Linked DNA regions of Mus musculus: region 1 is linked to region 2. Evidence: chromatin contacts called from public promoter capture Hi-C data. All regions are on one chromosome and are shown on one strand. The core of a region is the stretch at or near the end of the contact, and the rest is flanking DNA. Distances in the headings are between cores, read along the strand shown.

Region 1 (5,325 bases), core at 2,778-5,277, 1.2 Mb before region 2:
CCCACTTCTTGGCCCTGGTGTTCCCCTGTACTGAGGTATATAAAGTTTGCACAACCAATGGGCCTCTCTTTTCAGTGATGGCTGACTAGGCCATCTTCTGATACATATGCAGCTAGAGACATGAGCTCCAGGGGGGTACTGGTTAGTTCATATTGTTGTTCCACCTATAGGGTTGCAAATCCCTTTAGTTCCTTGGTTACTTTCTCTAGCTCCTCCATTGGGGGCCCTGTGATCCATCCAACTTTTTATCTTAAACTGTTCTCATAGCTTCTTATGCTTGAAAAGTTATAATCCTTTATGGTATAGGTGTGTTTCCAATTTTTCTGCCAATCTGGGTTAACATCTCAAACTCCTTAGATAAGTATCTATCATGTATGTTGAACAGTTGTTTGCTTAATGGAGTTGTTCATGTCTTTTGAGGAAATTGAGGGAATACATAGGTTTTAGCATGTTGAGATACAGAAATATTTGCTGGATATAACTTTTTGCATTATAAAGCATTATAAAACCAACTTTAAGGAGAATCACAACCATATTGTTTGTTCAACAAAGTTTTGTAGTCAAGAATGATACAAGATTTCAATTGAGTTATCCATATACACAGTTAAACCACTGTAGACAGTGATGATGGCCACATACAGAATCAAATTCTATGGAAGCAAAAATTGAACAGAATCAACTTTGCCTGAAGCTTCCAAGCTTAAGATGGGATCTCAATGGATATATAAGGAGAATGAAATTTTATACACAGCACAAAGGCATTCGAAGGTCACAAGTTCAAGGCCTGCCTTAATTATACAGTGACCTGGACATAAGGAAAAAAAAAAAAAAACATGTGTATCAGAAATTTATCACAAGCAAGAAAAGTAACCATGTTGTCTTGGTAACCTGTCCCTCTACCTAAACCCATAGAAATATCTTTTCAAAGTTCATGTCTATTCACTTCTTGGTAAGATATCCCTTGGATAATGAAAAACTCCTCTCTCCTATGTACCTAGAAGTTACCTGAAAAACTAATACTGATATTAAGAAACTGTACCTGATGTGAAAAACACATTCCCAAGGTGTTCACCTAACAAGGGAGATTGAACAATTCTGTTGGGATCACAGCTTTATAGGAGATTCTGAGTCAGCTTAGTCATCTTTCATTCTACAGATGCTTGGGAAGTTACTAATGCCACTCGGGGCTCTTTTGGAAGGTTTGTGGTGGTGGCAGAGAAGGGAGGCTATTAGGAATGGCCTCTGACTTGAAATCTGTGAATTACTCTTCTTAGCTCCATGCTTCAGTGTCATCTATTTGAGAACACTCTACTTGAAGACAAAACAACAAAATAAACAAAAACCCATACCCTTTGTCAAGAAACATCCCTTCCTTTATCTTTAATGAGAATAGAGGCAGGAGCAATGCTACTAGCCAGGAGTTCTATGTTACTATCTCTTCTATGTCAATTTTACTTGGAGAATTTTGTCTTTGTCTTCAAGACTCCTTCTCCCTGTTCTTAAGGTTAAACTTCACTCAACACAGGATTTAAACAAATCAGCTTTTATAGCTGCAATAATCAGATCCAAGAAGGTGCATAGCATTTCTGTGACTGTTAGGAATGTCAACGTATCTTTCTTGTCTCTTCTTGTATGTAGAATAACATTCTGTACTGATTCTTATCAGTGATTAATGGCTATACTATTAATTGCTTTCCCATGTATCTACAGTACATGATGGCTACGAATCAGAAATACATTTATGTGTTGGACATTTGAGTGCCTATATGACACAAAATGAGAGATCCATATCTGTAAGTTTAACAGAATTGACTTTAAATTATTTGATCAATGATCCAGTCTATCTAATAAAAAAGCCCACCAAGCAGAACGTGCATGCAAATATCTTCATCTTTTTTTTAGCTACTGCTGTCTCTCATGTGAATGGATTAAAATTAAGAAGTCTTGCTAGGGTCTGCATAGCACATTAGACCTTAGTGTGCGAGCCAGAACCATCCGGAAGTGCCTAGAACTCAGAGGACCATAAACAGTCTTAGTCTAGCACAGGAGGTTCTCTGGCAGTTTGGAAGGGGGTGCTAGGCTGGCAGAGCAGATCAGAGTTGATCCAGAAGCTGGAAGTCTGCCAAGTTCTCATAAATAAAAATCTGTTTATCTTTTGTTGAACAAAAAGTACTCTACTCTCCTTTCCGACTAGCAGCCTGGGTTGGCACAAGACAGAAGATCAAGGAAGGAGAGAAATATGGAGATAGAAAGAGAGGGAGGTAGGGAAGAAGATCAAAGTGGGTGTGTGTGATATAAATCAAAAGCCAAGGAAAGCCAGAACATGTATGTGTGCTTCTGAGTTCTTGGTGATACCACAACATCGTACATCTATAAGATACAACCAGAAAACACATTGCAAAGAATTTGAAAGAGGTTTGCTATGTAAGGCTTAAAGCTATGGGGTGAAGCAGGTTTGAGATTAAGAAATAATTCTGCTTACACTAGCCTGATATGTAGAAATTGCTAAAGTTGCTTCTGTTAATTGTACGGAAAACCAGTATTCTCTGTGTCAAATCTCATTTCTTTTTGTCACCTAAGCTCTCCAAGGGTTGAAAAGCAAATCTTTACTTTTATCTCCCATAATGTTCAACCAGAACGCTCCAGAGTCAGTTGGCTGAGGGACTTTGCTGAGAGAAAACTTCTTTGAAAAAGGAGTTATTTCGCAAACAGGAAAAACCTATTTCAGAAGAAGTGTAGAGTCAGTGAGAATATGAAATAAATAACAAATCTGCAAAGGAAGTGATGATTCCTAGGAAATATGTAAATTCAACTCAGAACACAGAAAATAACCAGCTGGGAGAAGGAAGCAGGCTCAAGAAATGAACTCTGGAAAAGTATGGGCTTTTATTTCCTCTCCCAACAGTTCAGCAGAACTGCCAGGCGTGTTAAGTGGGGTGTGTGTTATTCATAAAGTCTGATCATTGTAGATATTTGACTTATTTGAGGCCTGTGAGTAGAGAGCTGGCATTTTTCCAGCTCCGTTCTATTTTTCTTGGTGGGCCTGTGACCCTTAACCTGTGTCCAGCCACGCCCTGCACCTGCTGCAGCCTTCTCACCTTGCTACATTTCAGGAACAAACAAGTGGGGAAAACAGGGGGTGGAGGTGGGGGCTGGGTATAGAAGGTGGTGGCTGACAACAAGGAGCAGAAGAAAGAGAAGATAAAGACTCCTCAGTGTAGTGAATGGGTCAGCTCATTGATTCTTTTTTTGTATGTTCACTTTATTAATTTAAACTAAATTCTTGAATGGCACTTTGACTAGATCAGGCTTCTCTTTCTTCTCAGATGTAAAGGAATAGAAGGAATATGGGAAGAGAAAGAGTGAGACAGATATTACATAATTTTCACTGTTTCTCTCGTGTGTCTTCATCCTCCACTGCACTGCTCCTCCCTTTGTCATCTTTCAGGGGGGCAACATTTCTGTGATCATTTTCGTGATGTTTCTTTGCCCCATGGACTGACACGTGTGTAGGAAGAAGGCCCCTAATTGTTTTTGTTCAACCCTGATTGCAGTACCTGATACCAAGTGGGTTCGCAATAAATGTTGAATGAATTGTCTGGCCCAGTCTGTCTGCAAATCTATTATTCAAAGACCTGGGGGGAAAAAGTAGGTCAAAGCTTACTGACCTCTCTCTGTCTCCGATGCTGTCTCTGTCTCTCTTTCTCTCTCGCCTTTGCACCTTTAAGAAAATAACCCACAGGCAGCCATGTTGGCTAGCCCAGTGAACACTTGAGAAGAAGACGTTTTCTTTCTTTTTTTTTTTTTTTTTTAATCAGATTTGGAGCAGGACATGGGCAAGAAGAGCACTGGAGTGAGAGATGACCCACTCTTCCAGGCACTTAGCTTGAATTTTTTTTTCAGACAAACACTCGACTAAAAGGAAATACTAGCTTGCTTTTTGCCACAGAGAACAGGATGAGCCAGGATGTTAATTAAATTACAAATCAGCTGTCTGCTTGCAGCTGACAGAGCTTTGTGCGCTTCCAAGCAACGTCAGATATTTTAAACCCTCTGTAATTACCTACAATGGAGAAGCTGCCAGCAAGGATGCCTTCATGAATATTTAACGGCTCTCAAGATTCTTTTTAAAGCACTGATGATTTGAATAATCAAGAGAGACCCTACTGTTACTTTGGGCTGCCCTCCATCTGTCCAGAGAAGATTCTAGAAGCCCAGTCAGGAGTACAGTCTTTTCCTGAGCTGGGTCCAGATTCAAGGGAAGCCAGATTCACCCAGGGAGTCACCCAAGAGTTAAACAGACCTGATTTCTTTGAATATGTCGTGATGTTTTGAATATGTTTGGCCCAGGGAGTGGCACTATTTAAGAGGTGTAACTTTTTGGGGTAGGTGTGGCCTTTTTGGAGGAAGTAGGTCACTGTAGGGGCGGGCAATGATTACCTCCCTAACCTCGTGGGAGCCGGTCTGCTCCTGGCTTCCTTGGATAAAGATGTAGAACTCTTAGCTCCTTCTCCAGCTTCATGCCTTCCTGGACTCTGCCTTCCTGGTATGATGATAATGGAGTGAACCTCCTGAACCTGTGAGCTATCCTCAATTAAATGTCGTCCCCATTTAAATGTTCCCTTGGTCATGTGTCTTTTCATACCCATGGAAACCCTAACTAAGACTTATATCAAAATGGAACCCCAGTCTGAGGTGCAGTGTTGTGAATTAAATCTACATAGGTAGCACACAGGTTTTTGTTGTTGTTGTTGTTGTTGTTTTGATTTTGTTTTTATTTTTTAGACTAAAAGGCTAATTTTAAATGGTCTTTTCTCAGGTAGTTCTCAGAACTGGACAGAGAAGATGTCACTCTGATTTCCAAGTGTGAAGGAAAGAGGCTTAGAGGATCTTCAAAATACACTGTGAAAATATGTTTCAAGACAGCAAGCTGCAGCCCAACATGGTCGAGGAAAAGTCTGTTCTAGCTATGGAAACATGAGTCCAAACTTCCATTCTGACACTTGCCTCCTGGGAGACCTTTGGGAAGTTCTTGAGTATCTCTGAGCGTCATTTAACTACAGTTATGCATAAAAGAAACAGGGTTTATTTCACAAAAGTAGAGGAGTTGAATACAACACTGTATTCCAGGTGCGCACTAAGGTTCAGGACAAATGGTGACTCCCCCATTTCATGAAATCTGAAGAACGTTGCAGTTTTCAGCTTTGTTATAGAAATAAAAAAGAGTGTAGCCCCCCTCCCGCCCGAGAGTAAACTTTCATTCAGCTGTTTCTATCAGCAATAAGAAGAGAAATATGAACAATTATTTGAATTCTTATCCTTCCA
Region 2 (4,831 bases), core at 1,258-3,757:
GTAATGTGTGTTTGTGAACTGAAACTAGGATCTCAGGAGGTTGTTTGTTTGTTTTGTTGGTTTTGTTTTTTGTTTTTGTTTGGTTTTTTTTTTTTTTTTTTTTTTTTTCTGAGACAGGGTTTCTCTGTGTAGCCTTGGCTGTCCTGGAACTCATGTAGGCAGCCGATGCCTAAAAGATGGCACCGGTTTCCAGTACACCATGGCCATAAACACCCTTACTGCGCCTGCACTAGTCACCACTTGGTGCCAACCCCTCCCGAGCAGGTGAATGCTAATGAAGTGTCGACAGGCCGACCAATCCCAGGAGGACACATAGCCCTCGCCAGTGCTCGGGTGTATATAAGCAGTCCTCCCTGGGTTCCCGGGGTCCCCGTAGCAGCATCGAGGCGTTCCTGCAATAGAGGCTGTTGAGAAGAATCCGACCGTGTTGTGTCTTCCTTGCTGGCTGAGGTGGGCGCGACAACTCACTCTTTAGACCAGGCTGGCCTTGAACTCAGAAATTCGCCTTCCTCTGCCTCCCAAGTGCTGGGATTAAAGGTGTGTGCCACAACACCCAGCTTAGTTCCTCCTGTTGGCTCACCTGCTCTTCTGTTTGGTTTTCTATAACAAAGTCTTCAATGTAGCCCAGGATGACAGCGCTCTCTCTCTCTCTCTCTTAACTAGCTCCCTCAGTTCCCTTCCTTCATTAGGTCACTAATATAATAGTAATGTATTAACCTTTTAAAAATTATAACCTAGAGCCCCACCAGCCAAGAGCATGAGCTGGCCCCACCCCTTGTCTGCTATGCAGTGGCGTAGGTGAGGAGAGATGCACCCCCATCACCTGTAGCAGGTGGGAGAGCTGACCCTGCCCCTTGCTGGCTGTGGCATTGGGTGAGCTCGCTGAAGCAGTGCTGGAGAGCTGGCCCTGATGGTGTGGGTTTCCGGACGCTGGTGAGTTCACCAACTCAGCTACCAGTCAGACCCAGATCTTCCTATGTAGCCCAGGCTGACCTTAAACGCCTCATCCTCAATCTAACCCAACAGCTTTCCCATCGCTATATGGATGGGGTGACCAGCCCTGCTGACCCGAAGCTGCAGGTTCTTCATGACACAGGGCAACAACAGGATATCTAAGAGGAGTCCCAGTAAGGACCCAGTATTGATAGTGTAGCAAAAGCCAGTAGCCTCCAACCAGACCAACGACTCGTTGCAAGTAAAGATGTATAACACGCTGTGATACACTACAGCTTCCACTAGGCATTTTTGGAGGGCAGGTGGCTTGTTTGTTTGTTGTTGTTGTTTTGTGTGGTTGGTTGGTTCGTTTGGGTTTTCGAGATGGGGTTTCTCTGTATAGCCCTGGCTGTCCTGGAACTCAGAAATCCACCTGCCTCTGCCTCCTAAGTGCTGGGATTAAAGACATGCACCACCACTGCCCGGCCTGATTTTTTTTTCAATTGTAATTTTTTTGTTGTTGTTATCTTGTGTGGTGGGAGGTTACAAAGGCCAAGGATGAGTATGAATGGATGGGGAAATGAGAGGGATTGGGGTGCATAATGTAAAATTCACAAAGAACCAAAAAAGGTTTTTAAAAATTCCTTACTATGTTTTAATCTATTTTTTAAGCCAACTAGATCACTTGGAAGTGAGTCGGAGGCCTAAAAGAGCCTGGCTTCTGACTTCCCAGGCCAAAAAAAGAAAATTACTGGAGTGTAATGAGAGAAATGGGAGGCTTTAATAGACTGCCTTCAGGATGAGGCTGAACTGCACTATATTGCTTTGTTAAACGCTTAAAAGTAAAATGAGAAGACAGATGCAAAGACTTCAGTGCCTCAAGTTGCCCTGTGAGCACTTGAAGAGTTAAACCAAGCTGACAAACGCAGACAGAAAAGCAGAGCACCTCTGTCACAGGAGTTCTGCCCCTTCCCACACCCGGGGAGTTGTTTTGAAATCACAGAGGAGTCATTTTATATCAGCAAATATAAGCTTGCAATGACCCGAGCGAGGCATGCGCACAAAGCTGGAGTCCTATTTACATACACCACCTTCCAAGCACAGAGAATTCGAAAAGAGGAGAGAGAGGCCTTGGGGGAAAAGAAGAAAGGACTGGACCACTGCCCTAACCTCTGCATGCACTCCCTCACCCGCACTATTCCTCATATGCCCGCCAGGTGGCGCGCGCGAATCGCCATGGTGCCTAAACCAGAATGGGATAGTAGATGAAGATGCCAGTCGCTTTGAAAACAGCGGGAAGTGACCCGGATGGGGTTGGAAGGGAGGGAGGGAGAGTGCTTTGGGCTATTTGTACTTGAGAACCACCAGCCCACAACCCGGAATTCTCACCTGAAAACGCTGGAGACGATACTGGGAGAAAGCTAACATCCTTGTGTGACCTCTGACTTCTTCAGTCTGCCCCCAAAACTTTATAGGAACCCTCCCCCACTACAGCGGACACGCCCTCCTCTTGATTTGCCCTGACACGAGATGGGCCTGGGGTCGCGCCCTCTGGTTTTTCCCTCGGAGCGTTGTTCCTGAGCGGTTAAGAACTGTTGAGAAGGGTTCTCCAAGCCGTGCCCCTCTTTCACCACTCTGGAGACAGGGATACCTGCCTGGTTTTAGCCGCCCTAAACTTAAAGGTTTGTAACCTTCAGGGTGTCCTAGCGCAGTCTCTTAACTCAGTAGATGCCCAGCCCTCTGATGCAGTAGTCCCCCTTTATCAGTTTCAGGTACCTGAGGATCTTTGTGATGGATGGGCTTAAGGGGTGGGTATTAAATGGAAAATGCCTGAAATAAGCATTTTTGTTTAAGTAACGTTTGTCATATCTGATAACTGTTCTATTCCAGTATTATTAATCTTTAATTTATACTAAGTTTTGTTACAGGTTTATAGGTACACAGTACGGAAGGGGGCGGAGGCTGTGATGGCATCTATAATGATTGGTAGTATCCCAAGACTCAAGCATCCCTTTGGTGTCTTGGAGTCCCAACCTCACAGAATAAGTAGACCTTTGTGTTGCTGTCTACCACTCCACAATTTCCTCAAAGCTTTATGAATACTCTTAACAGTTCTGAAACGAGATGGAAAAGATGGAGAAAGAAACTGGGGGTCAGACAGGACCAAAACCTGTGCTGAACTGACTTAGTGGGGAATCAGAGGTTCCACTTCTCCTTCCTTCTCCTAGTGTCCCCAGTGGTTCCCAAGCTGAGGAAAGCTTGATACCTCCAAAAGATGTGTGACAATGTCATTCATCTACATGTTTCTAAACACATAGATCTCAACAAACGGTTTTAATGGTACTTTTCTAAAATGAATAAGCTTTGCATTTTCACACTATTTGGGACTATGTACATATATATAGTCTATATGAAAAGACGTGTGAAGGATTTTAAAGTAATTTTAGATGGAATTACCACTTGTAAAAGGACTTAAGTAAATCAACTTCATTTTGTTTTAACGCTGGAGTGCATTTCTGATTCTGTTAACAGTGCATTCTAGTGAGACAGAAAACCTTCTCTAGGTCAAAAAGCGTTCCTGGCATAAATGAACACTTGAATTCCAAAGAATTTTGCTGGGATGGGGAGATGACTCAGTGGGGAAATGTGAGCTGTGTGAGTATATAGACCAGGTTCTAGATCCCCAGTGCCCATAGAAACGTTGGGACGGTGGGCATGGTGGAATCGCAGTGTCTGGGAGGCAGAGATGGATCCCAGAACCCACTGACTAGCTGGACTCGCTGAGTTAGCAAGCTATAGGTCCAAGTGTGAGACCTTGCCTCAACATACACTGCAGAGGGCAGTTAAAGAAAACATCCACTGTCGACCTGTACACATGCACCTGCTCCCACACATGTCTACACACATGCAAACACATGCACACCATGCTTACACACACAAGCAAAATAATATTTCTTCTATATATAATTTATTTTTATTTTATATCCTTTGGTGTTTGGCCTGCACAGATGTCTGTCTGAGGGTGTCAGAAGCCATGGAACTGGAGTTACAGAGAGCTGTGAGATGCCACTTGGGTGCTGGGAAGTGAACCCAGGTCCAGTGCTTTCAACCACTGAGCTAATTATTAGCAGCCCTACAAAATAATAATTTCTAAAAAGATAAGATATTGAAACAATTCTCCTTTACGAATTGTTACATTGCATCCACATTGTTAGCCATGAAGTGAGGCCATATATGGGTGTTTGCAGGCAACTCATTCACAACAGTGTGTATTGAACATCCAGGATGTACCCGGGTTATGGGCCAGCATATATTTTTGAATTCACAAAAACATGAGCTTGCTGAAGTTGATGACTTCCCAAATGAACTATAGTTTATTGAGATGAGTACTATGAATATTTTTACATGTGCATGTTGCTTCGCAACCAGTATTATAATGACTTCTGGGCCTTTGAACTGCACCTTACTTAGCCAGGCTCCTGGACGTACCGCACTGTTGCTCCTGTTACTACAGATAGCTTTGAGTTTGGAGCGAACTGCTGACAGAGCCAGAGCTGTCTCTAAAATACCTCCCCCGCCCCACCCTTTTTAATGACAGAGAATTGAAGGGGTATATTAAACATTTCTATTAAGACGTTCTAGCTGGCAAATTCATAGCTGGAAGGGAAGAGCCAAAGGAGGAGGGGCACTAAGATTCAGCTGTGGAAATAGAAGGGAAAGAAACCATGGAAGTTACAGAACAGAAAAGGGAGGAAAAGTTATTTCTGCTTACCTCTCACTTTTCTTGCAAATTAAACGTTACGACAATTGTCACCTCTAACCAACATCTTTTAATTACATGTTTTTTTTTTCCTCCCGATGGACTCATTCAGAACTGTTGTCACTGCTAATAATTAGG

The links. Promoter capture Hi-C pulls out the DNA fragments that hold promoters and counts their contacts.
Region 1: a promoter capture Hi-C map of hippocampal neurons shows a contact between it and region 2, with 2.9 times the contacts expected there. The contact joins the enhancer-like site here to the promoter of Ccdc83 in region 2. A contact is called at or near these places in 9 of 39 promoter capture datasets (the 3T3-L1 cell line, cranial neural crest, embryonic stem cells and 5 more) and 3 of 484 Hi-C or Micro-C datasets (embryonic stem cells and nephron progenitors).

Annotation. Positions count from the first base shown.
Region 1 is chr7:91,441,738-91,447,062 of GRCm38.p6, reverse strand. All of the region lies in intron 1 of Dlg2 (discs large MAGUK scaffold protein 2), which reads right to left. Among named protein-coding and RNA genes, the nearest start is that of Gm24552, 200 kb to the right of the region's middle. Within about 2 kb of position 4,027, at least 42 of the 459 cell types and tissues checked have an H3K27ac peak or open chromatin away from gene starts, as enhancers often do. A contact at or near this core is called in hippocampal neurons, where this site is marked.
Region 2 is chr7:90,263,108-90,267,938 of GRCm38.p6, reverse strand. It overlaps Ccdc83 (coiled-coil domain containing 83), which reads left to right and starts at 2,507. Exons shown (of 11, transcript NM_183293.1): 1 at 2,507-2,615.